Regions from separate parts of the Sus scrofa genome. Here region 1 is linked to region 2. Evidence: chromatin contacts called from public HiChIP or PLAC-seq data. All regions are on one chromosome and are shown on one strand. Each heading gives the region's core, a stretch centred on a gene start, on an enhancer-like site or on the middle of the called end of the contact. The rest is flanking DNA. Distances are from core to core; before and after follow the strand shown. Region 1 holds the start of OFD1 (oral-facial-digital syndrome 1 protein). Region 2 holds the start of TMSB4X (thymosin beta 4, X-linked).

Evidence for each region. HiChIP or PLAC-seq counts read pairs in DNA pulled down with a chosen protein or histone mark.
Region 1: a contact with region 2 is called in an H3K27ac HiChIP or PLAC-seq map of alveolar macrophages. The contact joins the promoter of OFD1 here to the promoter of TMSB4X in region 2. A contact is called at or near these places in 1 of 5 promoter capture datasets (liver) and 1 of 2 datasets of contacts at active chromatin or transcription factors (alveolar macrophages).

The regions. Positions count from the first base shown.
Region 1 is chrX:10,357,295-10,363,398 of Sscrofa11.1, forward strand. OFD1 (oral-facial-digital syndrome 1 protein) reads left to right here and starts at 4,109. Exons shown (of 23, transcript XM_021079582.1): 1 at 4,109-4,317. It overlaps TRAPPC2 (trafficking protein particle complex 2), which reads right to left. Exons shown (of 5, transcript NM_001244809.1): 2 at 1,255-1,366. The coding sequence starts at 1,347.
Region 2 is chrX:9,646,404-9,652,667 of Sscrofa11.1, forward strand. It overlaps TMSB4X (thymosin beta 4, X-linked), which reads left to right and starts at 4,323. Exons shown (of 2, transcript NM_001044555.1): 1 at 4,323-4,422; 2 at 4,830-4,864. The coding sequence starts at 4,323. The coding sequence ends at 4,864. It overlaps LOC100511794 (a long non-coding RNA gene), which reads right to left and starts at 3,000. Exons shown (of 3, transcript XR_002340577.1): 1 at 1-3,000.

The sequences.
Region 1 (6,104 bases), core at 2,859-5,358, 710 kb after region 2:
TGCATTTTTCAACAGCTGTTAAAGGTTGGGTTTGTGCCCCTCGCCGCACTTCCTCTACTGGAGTCCTAACCCCCCTGGGCCCCAGGATGTGATCTTATTTGGAAATGGGGTCTTTACAGCGGTAACAGGTTAAAATGAGGACATCAGGGTGGGCCCTGGTCCAGTGTGACCTTATTTATTTATTTTTTTGCTTTTTAGGGTGGCATCTGAAGCATATGGAAGTTCCCAGGCTAGGGGTTGAATTGGGCTACAGCTGCCGGCCTATGCCATAGCCACAGCAATGCTGGATCCGAGGATCCGAGCCATGTCTGTGACCTACACCACAGCTCACACACACCCACGGAGAAGGCCAGGTGAGGCCTGGGGTTGTGCTGCCACCAGCTGGGAGGGGCCTGGGCAGACCTTCCCTAGCTGCTTGGAGAGGGCACAGCCCTGCTGACAGCTTGAGCTTAGACCTCTGGCCTCCAGAACCTCGAGGTAATACACTTCTGTTGTTCTAAGGCGCCCGGTTTTTGGTACTGTGTACAGTAACCCTAAGAACTTAATGTAACTTCCTTACTCAGGAGGCTGTTCCCCTGACTGGGCTGGACGAAGGCTGCTAGTTGCCCTGGAATCACTCACATAGGTAAAGTCTGTTTGTTTATCTTTTTTTTTTTTTTTTTTTGCTGTGCTGGAGGCATGTGGAAGTTCCTGGCACAAGGATTGAACTAGTGCCACAGCAGTGACCTAGGCCTCTGCAGTGACCAAGCCAGATCCTGAGCCACAAGGTAACTGTAGTTAAAGCATGTCTATACTGGACTCTTGTCACTGTGAGAAGGCTAATTTATTCATCGGGGAAATGGGTGTGTTCTGTGTCTGGCTCACAGCACTGTTTTCTTTCACACTGATGGTCAGACTTGAGAGTTGAGAAGGCAACCGTAGAAATGTTTTAAGAAGGTGAGTGGTAGCAGGAGAAAGAAGTCAGATCAAGTCGTGTGGCACAGTATTTTTATATGCAGTGCTTTGCTGACCACAAGGCCACTGGAGTGAGAGAAAAACCACAGATATGTAAGTAATCACACACCACACGCAGCACCGGGCTGGCTTCTTTCACCCTGTGGGACTGCAGAGCAAGGCCCGCTCCGCTGTGGTGGGTTCCTCGTTCCCTCATCTGTCCAGATCTCTTTCAGCTCTAAACTCACATCACATCATGACCCATGATCTCATACCACAACATACCAACTGGGAGGGAATTTTTTAAGGTTCCATACGCACTTTGGATTCTGCTTTTCCGGCTGGCAAAAACTCCATTTCAAAAACTGGATTGTCATGGTGACCAACAATGACAAAGTAGAAGCTTCCAGACATCGTCCTCAATATACAGCTCCTAATTAAATGAAAGTAATACATATTTTCAGTACTCAATACTGAAAACCAAAACTGGTTAACAGGAAGTGAAGAACTCCATTTTTTGGTTTTACTTAAACCTGAATTGCAGAGGAGGTGGCCCCTAAGCTTGGCAGGCTTCCCAGTATACCACTGTAGATACACGGCTTTTGAATGATACAAATGATTTCTCTGTGATATGCAGAATCCAGTTCTAGATTTTCATAGGGAAACTAGAAGACCGCTACTATGAAATCACAGAAACAACACTGTCATGATCTGAAAGTGTGGAACAGCCAGGCTACACTTGGACGGGACCAGTTAGTAGCAGTGCTGACACCTGGAAAGATCATAAAGGATGCTGATTAGGAAATAATTGGCTTGCCTTACAAAGTTTCAGGAAGGATGTTTCTGAGGAAGCTAAAAACCACTCTCCTGCATGTCACCTACAGAAAGGCACGCCCCTCTAGCCTTCATCTGCAGACCGTGTGCAGTGTCCAGCTTCCTACCCGAGGGTCTATGCTAGGAATGCAACGCTGCACATGGAAGAGCTTGAGGTATGCCTCTCAGACATGTCAGTGAGAGGAAGAAACAGTACCACCCCCACCCCCCACTGCACCTGCAGTATATGGAGGATCCTTAACCCACTGGGCCCGGCTGGGGATCAGAACGGGAATACCAGAGAGACAGGTTAGATCACTAGCCCACTACGCCCCAGCAGGAACTCCAACAAAGTTTTATTTTCTAGAAAAGAGGGACGAAATCATATCCAAAAAGGAAGACATTCTGGGGCATTAAGAGGTCTCGGAACTGCGGTTAATAGGCTTGCTCAAGGAATATAAGAGAAAGTGGAGGAGAAATCAATGATTCCATGGCTTTTAGCACAAAATCTGGACAGACAGATGGACAGACATGGATTTATGTGAGTCTTTGGACTCAGACAAAGCTAGTTTCACGGTAGCTCTGGCACAGGAGCCAGGCTCGGTCCTGGTGCTTCATTGGCCACCGTCGGATTCCTTCTGGGAAATCAGGATGACCGTGACCATTGTAGCCCCTCACGGTGAGTCTGTGAGTCTGCGGACGACACGACCTAGAGGCCGCAAAGCGCCCAGGGCAGGGTCTGGCTCCCAGGCGGTGCTCAGGAAATGTTCCTTAAAACCCTGCGGAAGAGTGCACCCCCGACCCAGACGGGCCCAGGAAGCCTCCTGGGGTTGGGAGGAATCTGCTTAACTGGGAGCCTGCAGTCTCGGGGAACGTACTCTGAGGTGTGTCAGAACCCAGGGCTCATCAAGCCCCACTGGGCTTCCATGGGTTCACACAGAACGTGTGGTGAACTCCAGAGATCTGAAGTGTGTTTCCTGGGCAAACAACGTTTCATAGAGAGAACCAGGGCACAGCTGGCACTTTTCACTCTGCAACTGGCAGAAAAGGCAGATAGGAGACTCTCCTGGCATGACGAGGTGAGTCAGACGGAAAAGGTTATTTGGGGCAGGGGCTGGCACACCACCGTCTGTGGGCCTATCTGGCCTGGGCCGTCCTCTCCCTGCCACTGTCATCTAAGGCTGCTTCTGCCCACAGCAGCAGAGGGGGGCCGTCACCCAGAGACCATCTGGCCCTTTACAGAACATGGTGGTCCCTGTTTTAAGGGAAAGATGAGAAAAAGTAAAACTGGACACAAAAGGCGAGAGCGATACAAAAGCTATGGGGAAGGAGGCGAACTGGCAATAATTCTCAAGCAAAAGTGAAGGGAGAGGGATGGGAGCTTGAAACTTAACAAGGTGCACAGTGACATCATCCATTCCTGCTGGAACAGGTTTCATAGCTGGAGTTTGCCAAGGGGAGGGCTTACTTTCTTCCAAACAAACACTGAAGCAGCAGCAGGGGAAAAAAATCCTGTAAGGAAATTATGTCTGCCCCTACACACATTTAAGAAGCTGCACAAGACAATATAGTATAAGGAAGATCGCTCCACACGCACACACACACACACCTAGACGCCTGGGAGAGAAGCCCCGGGCTCAGAAGCGCGGGAGCAGCCGCAGAAAGGGGGCTGCGGGCCATGCGGCATAAAGGCGCCACAGCAAGCTGCCCACGGTGTTACCCCACACGCAGCTGAAGAGCCAGGCAGGCAGCTCCGTCCCTCTGACGAGGAGAAGCTGGAAGGGGAAGTGGGGGAAAAGGAAGCCGAGTCTCAGGAAGGGACTGGGGCTTACAGGGCGGGGCGGGCGCCGAGCCGGGCCCCACGCTGGGCAGCGTGCTGTCTGGGAGGAGGGAGGCTTGCTCCCCGGCTCACCCTTCCCCTCGCTGAAACAGGGGCCCTCCCAGCATCTCCAGGGCCTCGAGGAGCGGGGGTCGCTGCAGAGCTGGCACTGGCCTAACCGGGAGCTGAGGCTTCGAAGAGGCTAGAACCGAGGATGTTTCCGCACGTGTGGCTGAGGCGACGCAGGGGAACAGCAAGGCGACGCTGCTCTTCACCGAGAAAGGGAGGAGGAAAGGGAAGGAAGAGGGAGGAAAAGGGACAGGCCGAGTTTGAAAATGCGGTGGAGCCAGAACAGCCGCCCCTCCCCAAGGGGCCCACACCCTGAACCCGGGAGCCTGTGCGGGCTGCTTTACCGGGCAAAGGGCTCAGGCCGCTCAGCAGCAGCCCGGCCAGCGGGCGGGGCGGAGCCGGGGCGGCGGGGCGGAGCTGGGGCGGCGGGGCGGGGCCCCGGGGCCTCCGCTGGGGCCTTAAAGGGAAAGGGGGCGGGCCCGCCCCGCGCGGGGCGGAGCTGTGGGAGGTGGCCCAGGGAGCGACGGCGAGGCCGGCTACAAAGACGGAGGAAGAGGCCGCGAGTCAAGGAACGCGGGAGGTTCGAGAAGCTGGAGAGGGCGAGAACACCCGTTCTCCTCAAGCGCCTCCGGAAAGGACTGCAGCCCAGTGAGACTCGGGTTGGACCTCTACGCTACAGAACGGTAAGCTGCTAATGTGTGTTGTTTTTAAGACACTGAACTTGTGGTAACTTGTTAAGGCCGTAGTAGCAAACTAACACCGTCAAGCTGCAAAATCTGCGGGTATAAGAAAAAGTAAGTACCAGCAGAAAAGTAGAAGGTGCGTCCTCCACAGAGTGGGGACACAAGGAGTTTGTTTACCATGGGACTCGGGTTTCAAGGCCCTGTGGAAAGAGGGGGTGTGGGAGGCTGGCAGTGGTACCCGGAGGTGAAGCCACTCAGAGCAATATGTGGGGTGAGTCTGAAGAGAACCGCCACTGTGCTTTTCCAGCAAGTATCCCCTCTACCCACAGCAGCTGAGCACATAAAAAGTGCTCAGAGCTCACAGAAGGGTGTGTGTGTGTGTGTGTCTGGAACGGAGTATGATGTTGGAATACAGGAAGGGGAATGGAGGAACGGGAGGCATGGGTGGGGGGCGGGGGTAAGGAATAATTGGCCTCTGTAAGGGAGAGAACCTTCTGGAAGCTTCAGTGCCGAGGCCCTTTAAGGCCCTCAGGGGCCTGATTGATGACACCTGTGTTCAAGTCACAAGCTACACCTTTGTGAGAAGGTGTTAAGGTTATTAAGGTGCCAATGAAGAAACCCTCCCTTCCAAGGGACAGCACTCCCACCTGTGGTGAAAACAGCAGTCTCTGGTGGATGGAGTGACAGCTACTTTCAAGAGAGGCAACTGAAGGACTCAACAAGGACTTGCCTGAGGTGGAAGAGCACGTGTGTAGGACGTAAGGAGGAGGGCCCTAACTAGTAAGGAGCAGAAAAAAGGACCGGGAAACTGAGGCTAGCACCAGAAGGGCAAAAGCCCGAAACGAGCTGACATCTGTGGAATAAATACGTTAAGAAAACAAAAGCCTTTCTAGGCTACAATCAGGAAAAAGCAAGGGAGAAGGTCGATTACCTCAAGCACCTGGTACCTAACGGCCAGAGGACACAGGTGTGCAGAATTGCAGTCTTCTCAAAGAATGATTTTCAGGAGTTCCCGTCGTGGCTCAGTGGTCATGAACCGGACTAGTATCCATGAGGACACAGGCCTCGCTCAGTGGGTTAAGGATTTGGCGTTGCCGTGAGCTGTGGTGTAGGTCACAGACACGGCTCGGAGGCTGTGTTGCTGTGGCTGTGGTGTAGGCCAGCAGCTGCCGCTCTGATTTGACTCCTAGTCTGGGGGTGTGGCCTTAAAAAGCCAAACGAGAAAAAAAAATGATTTTCACACAGCAAGTGGGGAAGAAATAAGGCTAGGCAAGCTGTGAACCTCAAGACAGGTAAGTTAAAGAAATATCTAGACCTTTCAACGAAGTCTTCCCCTCTCTGCAAATGAGGTATGTTGGGCTAACAGCTGTGGTTCTCTAACTACTGATCACTGACTTTGCAGAAATCCCAGGAACAGAAAAGCGCCCTGCTGCCAGAGTAACTGCTACTCCAACTTGAAACAAAAAAGGTTATCTCCCAGTTTGCAGCTGAGTACTTCCCAAGAGATGAAATTACCAACAGAAATATGTATCAAATGCCTGTCTTTGGTAAACACTGTGCTGGGAGCATTTGTGATAAACCAAGTCATTTCATGTGAATCTCTGGACAAAACGAAGAGATTACTACCCTCGTACGTGCAGTGTGAGAAGTCAGAGCAGACCTACACTGCTTGGTGTGGAAGGGAAATGGGAGGTGGTTAGGTGACCTGAAGCCTGGATGTCGGTCTGTGTATCCCCAGAGCCACAGCACTGCCCAGGGCCAAGAAGCACTCCTTCTCTGCTGAAGGA
Region 2 (6,264 bases), core at 3,073-5,572:
AAAATATAATAGGTTAAAAATAACAAAAAGAATTTTCCGGAGCTCTGATTCCAAGGGCTATTTCCCCAGCCTTTTGGAAATAGCTACAGATCTGTCCCCGGGCCACCGCAGAAAGCAACACAAAACACAGTGTGCCCTGACACCGCTTCCTGGTTCCCTGGGCACGGGCGTGCAGGGGGCCGCCTTGCACTGCAGACTCTCTTGGCACAGTTTTCACAGGGTCTCTGGCCCCCGCGATGAGGAAGGGAGGGCCTGGGCCAGGTGGGCTGTCTACTCACCTTTCACCAGAGAGCCCCGAGCCCACCCTGCCCACCTTCTGTCCCTCCAAGCCTGTCTTTTCTTGGGCTTGAGACCTCCCACCTCCAGTGGTCGCCTAGCACATGCTAACGCACTTAGAGACGCCAGCTTCCTGGAGGCAGGAGGGACCCCTGAAACCTCAATACTCAAAGGACTAATGAGAAGAAAGCACGGGGGCTGGAACCACCAGTGCTGAGTAGGGCCCAGCCGGGTGCAAGGACCATCCTCAGGGCAGCCAGGCCTTTCCAAGCTGTCTTTTGCTGTTGACGGAGCAACTCTTAGGCACCAGGCATTGTGGGAAAGCAAGCACAGCCTGCCGCATGCTATTCCTGGTGAGTCTTGGGCGCAGACTCCGGGCCCAGGGGTGAAGATTTTCCTGTACCCCTTACCATCAATAGTACAGAGCGGCTACTGGCATCTCTAAGCCCCCCGTCTCTCCATCTTTAAACCTCTCCTTATGGAAAGGCCGTGGGCATGAAAGGCGAAAACAAACATAAAGCCCCTATTGCAATGCCTGACCGGAATTATTTCTTATGTGCTGGAAACCTCGCCAAAGATCTCAGGAACATCTCAGTATCCTGAAACTTCATAAGAGCAAGAACTAGTATAAAAACATCTAACATTCGCGATCAATTCCAAACAAGAAACATTCTTTGTCTCTCACCCCTCCATCCTGAATAATACTAACAGCAGCAATACAAAGCAAACCAAGAACCATACGGTCACACGCTGTCAGAAGCAACCGCCCAGGGTGGGCGGCTGAAGCACTCAATGATCCCATTTCACAGAGGAGCAAACTCCTCTTGGAAAGATTCATTCACAGGCCCGGGGCCCACAACTCTTAGGCCTCGTCCCCGCGTTTGCATTTGCTTCCAGCTGAATCCCGCTTTTTCCATCCTCTCTCCAACCTCTGGCAAGTCAGCCAGGCAAAGCCCAACATGGCAGCCTCTCTCCCTTTCAGCAGCTGCCTCCCTCTCTGACCCTTTCTCTAGATCCAAATCGAAACGCAGCAGCAGGAGGGCTGCTGGTTAGCCAACTAGAAAAATGCTCCAGGCATTTACGAATCGCCAGGCCTGCATGGCCTTTGGAGACTTGCTCGGCAAGGCCCAGCCCTCCAGCCCTCCAGCCCTCGCGGAGGAAAAGGCCTCGGGGAGACGCTGGGGAACTTAGTGACAGTCCTTTGAAAAGACGAGATTTCTGACAGCAGCTGGGTGAGGGGAAATGGACTCCCCAGACCTGGCAGAGCTGGTGTCAGCACGCAGCAGCCGGCAGCTGCACGGGGGCCACAAGTCCACCCTGTGGGCTCTTTGCTGAGTTTCCACCATGAAGTGGACTCTCGGGCCCGAGGTTCAGGGGGATATGTGTCACCGCAGAGGTGACATCCTGTGCCTGCCCCCAAAGGCCCGGTGGGCCCCCCCCCTCCCCATTCGGAGAGCAGAATGGCAGCCGCCCAGTGGAGCAGGAACCCAGGAACCCAGACTGTCACCTGCCCCTGCCCGCAGCCCCCTCCCCCTCCCTCCCCAGAAGAAGGAAGTCCACGTGGAAGAAATGGGGAAGTCGAAGATGCTCCTGCTGGGGCTCGTCAGGGTCTCTCGCACAACGGCTTCTAATCCCCAGGGCGGCCGAAGCCTCTGCCAGAAACACGATCAGCGAGGGGCTCCTGGAAACATTTTCTGAGGACGCAGGGAGGGAGCGTATTGTGCTGTTCCTCCAAAAAACAGTCACCACCTGATTCTTCTTTCTTCCCCAGGCCCCGGGCAGCCGCCACCCCCCCTTCCCCTTCCCCCCCCGCCGGGTACTGGCAGCTAAGTTGCCGGGGGAAGGGCCCCTCGTGGGACAGAGTCAGGGGCCATTTTGAAAACTGCTCCTCGGCCCCTGGAGCTCCCGCGTCTCCGGACGTGACTCAGAAGCGCGCTTCAAAATGGAATCGTGCTCAAGAGCCTCCCTTCGCAATACGGAGTTCGACTTTTAAATTCCATCTTCGGGTGTTAGAGATGGTGCGATTGCAGTCTTGGGCCTTCCACCCGGGGCCTCCTTCGCAATCACTTTTATAATTCAGGAAAATAAGGAACAGCAGAAGTAAAAGAACTTCCTCCTTGTCCAGGCAGCAAGGCAACAGCAGAGCTTGAACTTGACTTATTTTTTTTTCTCAGGGAGAGGCGACGGGCTCTCTATACTCCTGAGAAATGAACTGCCAACCAGCAGATATTCCAGTTATTTGATTTGGGTGCTAGCGATGAAAAAAAAATGCATGTAACACTTTTTTTTTTTTTCTTCCCCAATCACTTAAGGGTGCTTTGGCTCCCACCCAAGTCTAGGAGAATGCAAGTAAGGAGACAAAGAGGGCCAGGGTGGGGCGTAGGGCCTCCCCTGGCCTCAAAGCTGAGTCACAGGAATCGCACCCCTGCAGAGGGCGAGGCCCTGGGGCAGGGGACACCGCACCCCGCCTTGGGGATGCTCCTTTACTGCAGCTACGCAGTAAAGGAATGCCTGTCCCCCTAGGTACCACCTAGGCCCTTAGTTACCAGGTTCCGGTGCCCAAGAGCAGGTTTGCGCGGCTGTTGCAAAAATCCATTATGACAGAACAGAGAAGGGGGAAAATGCATTATAAAGGAAGCGTTGCAGGGTGGGCTACACGCATTTTATTTTTCACCCTCACTGCGGTTAGGTGCACGGGTGGACGCCGGGTGGCGCCCCCTCCCCCGGGCCCAGCCCCCCTCCCCCTCAACGCCAGGCAGGGCCCGGACGCCGTTCCGCCGTTCCGGGGACCCGGCGCGAAGGGGTTAAGCGGGCCGGCGGGTGACATCACCTCATTTACATAGGAGCGCGCATATAGCGACAGCCACTGCGCCCCGCCCGGCACTCGGCGGCGGCCACTGCGTAGACCGGATTCCTCTCGCTCGCGCCTCGCTCCGGTGAGCCCCGGGGCCCCTGCCTCCTGCCCTCCGCTCCCCTTCCTGCCCCGCGCCCGCTCTCCCCGCCAGCATCCCCACAGCCGAGCCTGAGTCGTCCTCCCGGGAAAAGGCTGCTTTGGGGAGCTTGGGGATGCCAAACCCTTCCAGATGCTGGGTAGCCGGGTCGGGAACTCGGTGATTTTTTTTCTTTTTTTTAAGTGAAAACTGGCGTTTTGCTATGCAGCTTCGAAGGGAACATTTTTTCCCTTCCCCCAAAGGCGTTCTGCCTTGCCTCTTAGGCGGGTGATTAATAGGAACAGAAAGATCCTTTGTTCCAGCTCACACCCACCCAAGCGCGGGGCTTCGCAATCCCGTTTTGCCTCCAGCCCCGTGGGCTGCATCTGTTGGGGTTTAAGGCGGCTGGAGGCTGTGCTGTGAAATGTTGCAAAGGTCCTTCTCGCAGGGCAATGTGTGCGGTGCAGCCGAATGGCTCTGAAATGCAGATCAGGGTTGATCCAGAGGGTGCGGGGGCAGCTTTGTGCGCGGCTGGCTGCATTGTTGAGCGAGAGAGGGAGGAAGCGGGTAGGGCGGTGGTCGGCGGCGCCCGGCAGCAGCTGCCGCCTTTGTGACTAGAGAAGAAAGCAGGGCAGCCCGCATCTTTGGGAGAGAGGCCGTGGATAGAAAATGGAAACGCTTTGTGCCACCGTGGCTTCATTTTAAGAAGTTTTACTCGATTTTCTTGCCCTTAAACGCCAAACGGCTACGCTCTTCTCTGAAGTTGAAACGCTGCAGTTAACGAGCCACAAGGCTTAATTTCATTGTTCCGAAAGAGACAGCCTCCAAATGTGAGAGTTTATCTCACCTTAGAAGAGCCTCGGCTCGGTCCCCGGCCTTTTGAAATACTCAAAGGAGGTGGGGCGGGGGGGGGAGGCTTCTTTTTTTTTTTTTTTTTCTCTGTAGAAAGAGGAAGATCTTTTTTAGCCCAGAGTGAAAGCGGAAGGAGGCTGAGTTGGGGTTTCAGGCGGGAGAGGCAAGGGCAGAAGCGCATTTCTGGGCCCGGAGAGCCGAGGGTGGGTGGCTCGCCGTCAACCTCCCTCTTGGCTTTGTACCTTTGCAGCGTCCTCTGCAACCATGTCTGACAAACCCGATATGGCTGAGATTGAGAAATTCGATAAGTCGAAATTGAAGAAGACAGAAACGCAAGAGAAAAATCCACTGCCTTCAAAAGAAAGTAAGCAAGCCCCCCCCACCCCCTTTAAGAAAAAGCCAGGGCGGGGCGGGTAGGAGAGCTTGGGAGGGGCTGGGAGAAGAATTGGGGTGGGGGGCGGGGTGTGCGGGGGAGGAGCCCACAGGTTTTTGATGAATATGGCTTGGAAAGGTTAATTTAAAAGCGTTTTGCAGCCAACAAACACAGGGGTTTAATAATTTCCTAATGGAATGTGTAACAGACCATATTTACACATGTTCAGGTTCATGCACATATCGCATGATGGGCTGCCTCAGTTGTCCTTGGAGAATTTTTGTGATAAAGATGTTTTAAAACGAAAGTACGGGACTCCTATCCTAGGCTATACTGAATTCGCCTCGTCAGCCTCCTCCATCTTCTTTTTCTTTTTGTCTTTTTCTTTCCGGTCACAGCGATTGAACAGGAGAAGCAAGCAGGCGAGTCGTAATGAGGCGCGCGCCGCCAGTATGCACTGTACATTCCACAAGCATTGCCTTCTTATTTTACTTCTTTTAGCTGTTTAACTTTGTAAGATGCAAAGAGGTTGGATCAAGTTTAAATGACTGTGCTGCCCCTTTTCACATCAAAGAATGGCGAACTACTGACACGAAGGCCGCGCCTGCCTCTCCCATCTGCCTGGGTGGCTGGCAGGGAAGGAAAAGAACTTGCATGTTGGTGAAGGAGGAAGCTGGGTGGAATTTAGAGTAAAAAGCGAGCTGGTCCAAGGTGTCCTGCGGGCTGTAAAATGCAGTTTAATCAGAGTGCCATTTTTTTTTGTTCAAATGATTTTAATTATTGGAATGCACAATTTTTTTAATATGCAAATAAAAAGTTTAAAACGTGGCTGGTGTGATGGTCTGGTCTCTGAAAGGAGCGGCTTCCTCAGAGGAAACCTTGGCAAAAGGGCCAAAAGAGTGGGTGCGCTGGGAAGCAGGAGGTGACAGACATCTGGTAATTTGGGTAAATTCTCCGGAGACACAAATGGGTTTCATCCAGGTTTGAAATACCTCGCGTCTATGCTAGACACAAATGGGTTTCATCCAGGTTTAAAATACCTCTCGTCTATGCTAGACACAAATGGGTTTCATCCAGGTTTGAAATACCTCGCGTCTATGCTAGGTAACCGGGAGATGGGGTTTTTTTTTTTTTTTTTTTTTTTTGGTTTTTTTGTATTTTTTTTTAGGCTGATGGAATTCTTACTATCCAGAGTTGAATGAAAATTTTGATAAACATAAATTTGCAGTTCTTTTTAAAAAAGGGTTAAGCCAGCACTGAATCTCTTGCACACCTGATCAAGAACCCGAAGGTGGTGGTGATTCACAGGCACACTCTTTGTTTCAGGTGTCAAACAGCCAGGGGTATTGAGCCAATTGCGAATGCATCTTGTGAGATAAGGGAAAATTTAACATTTTTAATAACTGCTTTATAAAAGGATTCAAGAGCTGTGCTTCCTCTGTCTAATGGCTGGTTCCAATTGGAATTAAGTCGTTAAAATAGCTTTTATGAAATCGGTGTACTTGGGATGCATGATTAGGACTTAAGATGAATTCTCAATTTAGATAATGAAAAACTGTTGGATTTGAAGGACACCAGGGGGACAAGGATGAAATGGGTGCTGTTTAAAATCCAGTAGGATTTAATTGGCTCACCTCCAGGGCTTAGCTTTGAGTCCTTGATAACTTCTCAATCATTTGAATACACCTATTTAAACTGGTGGGTAAAAGCCAAGCCTTAGATTGAGGGGCCGTTAATAGGCAGAAAGGAAAACAAGCTATCTTAAGGTCTTGAGTGGATTCCTCCATTCTTACATAAGGAAGAGTGCAGGTATTTTTTCAAAAGAAAGAGTTA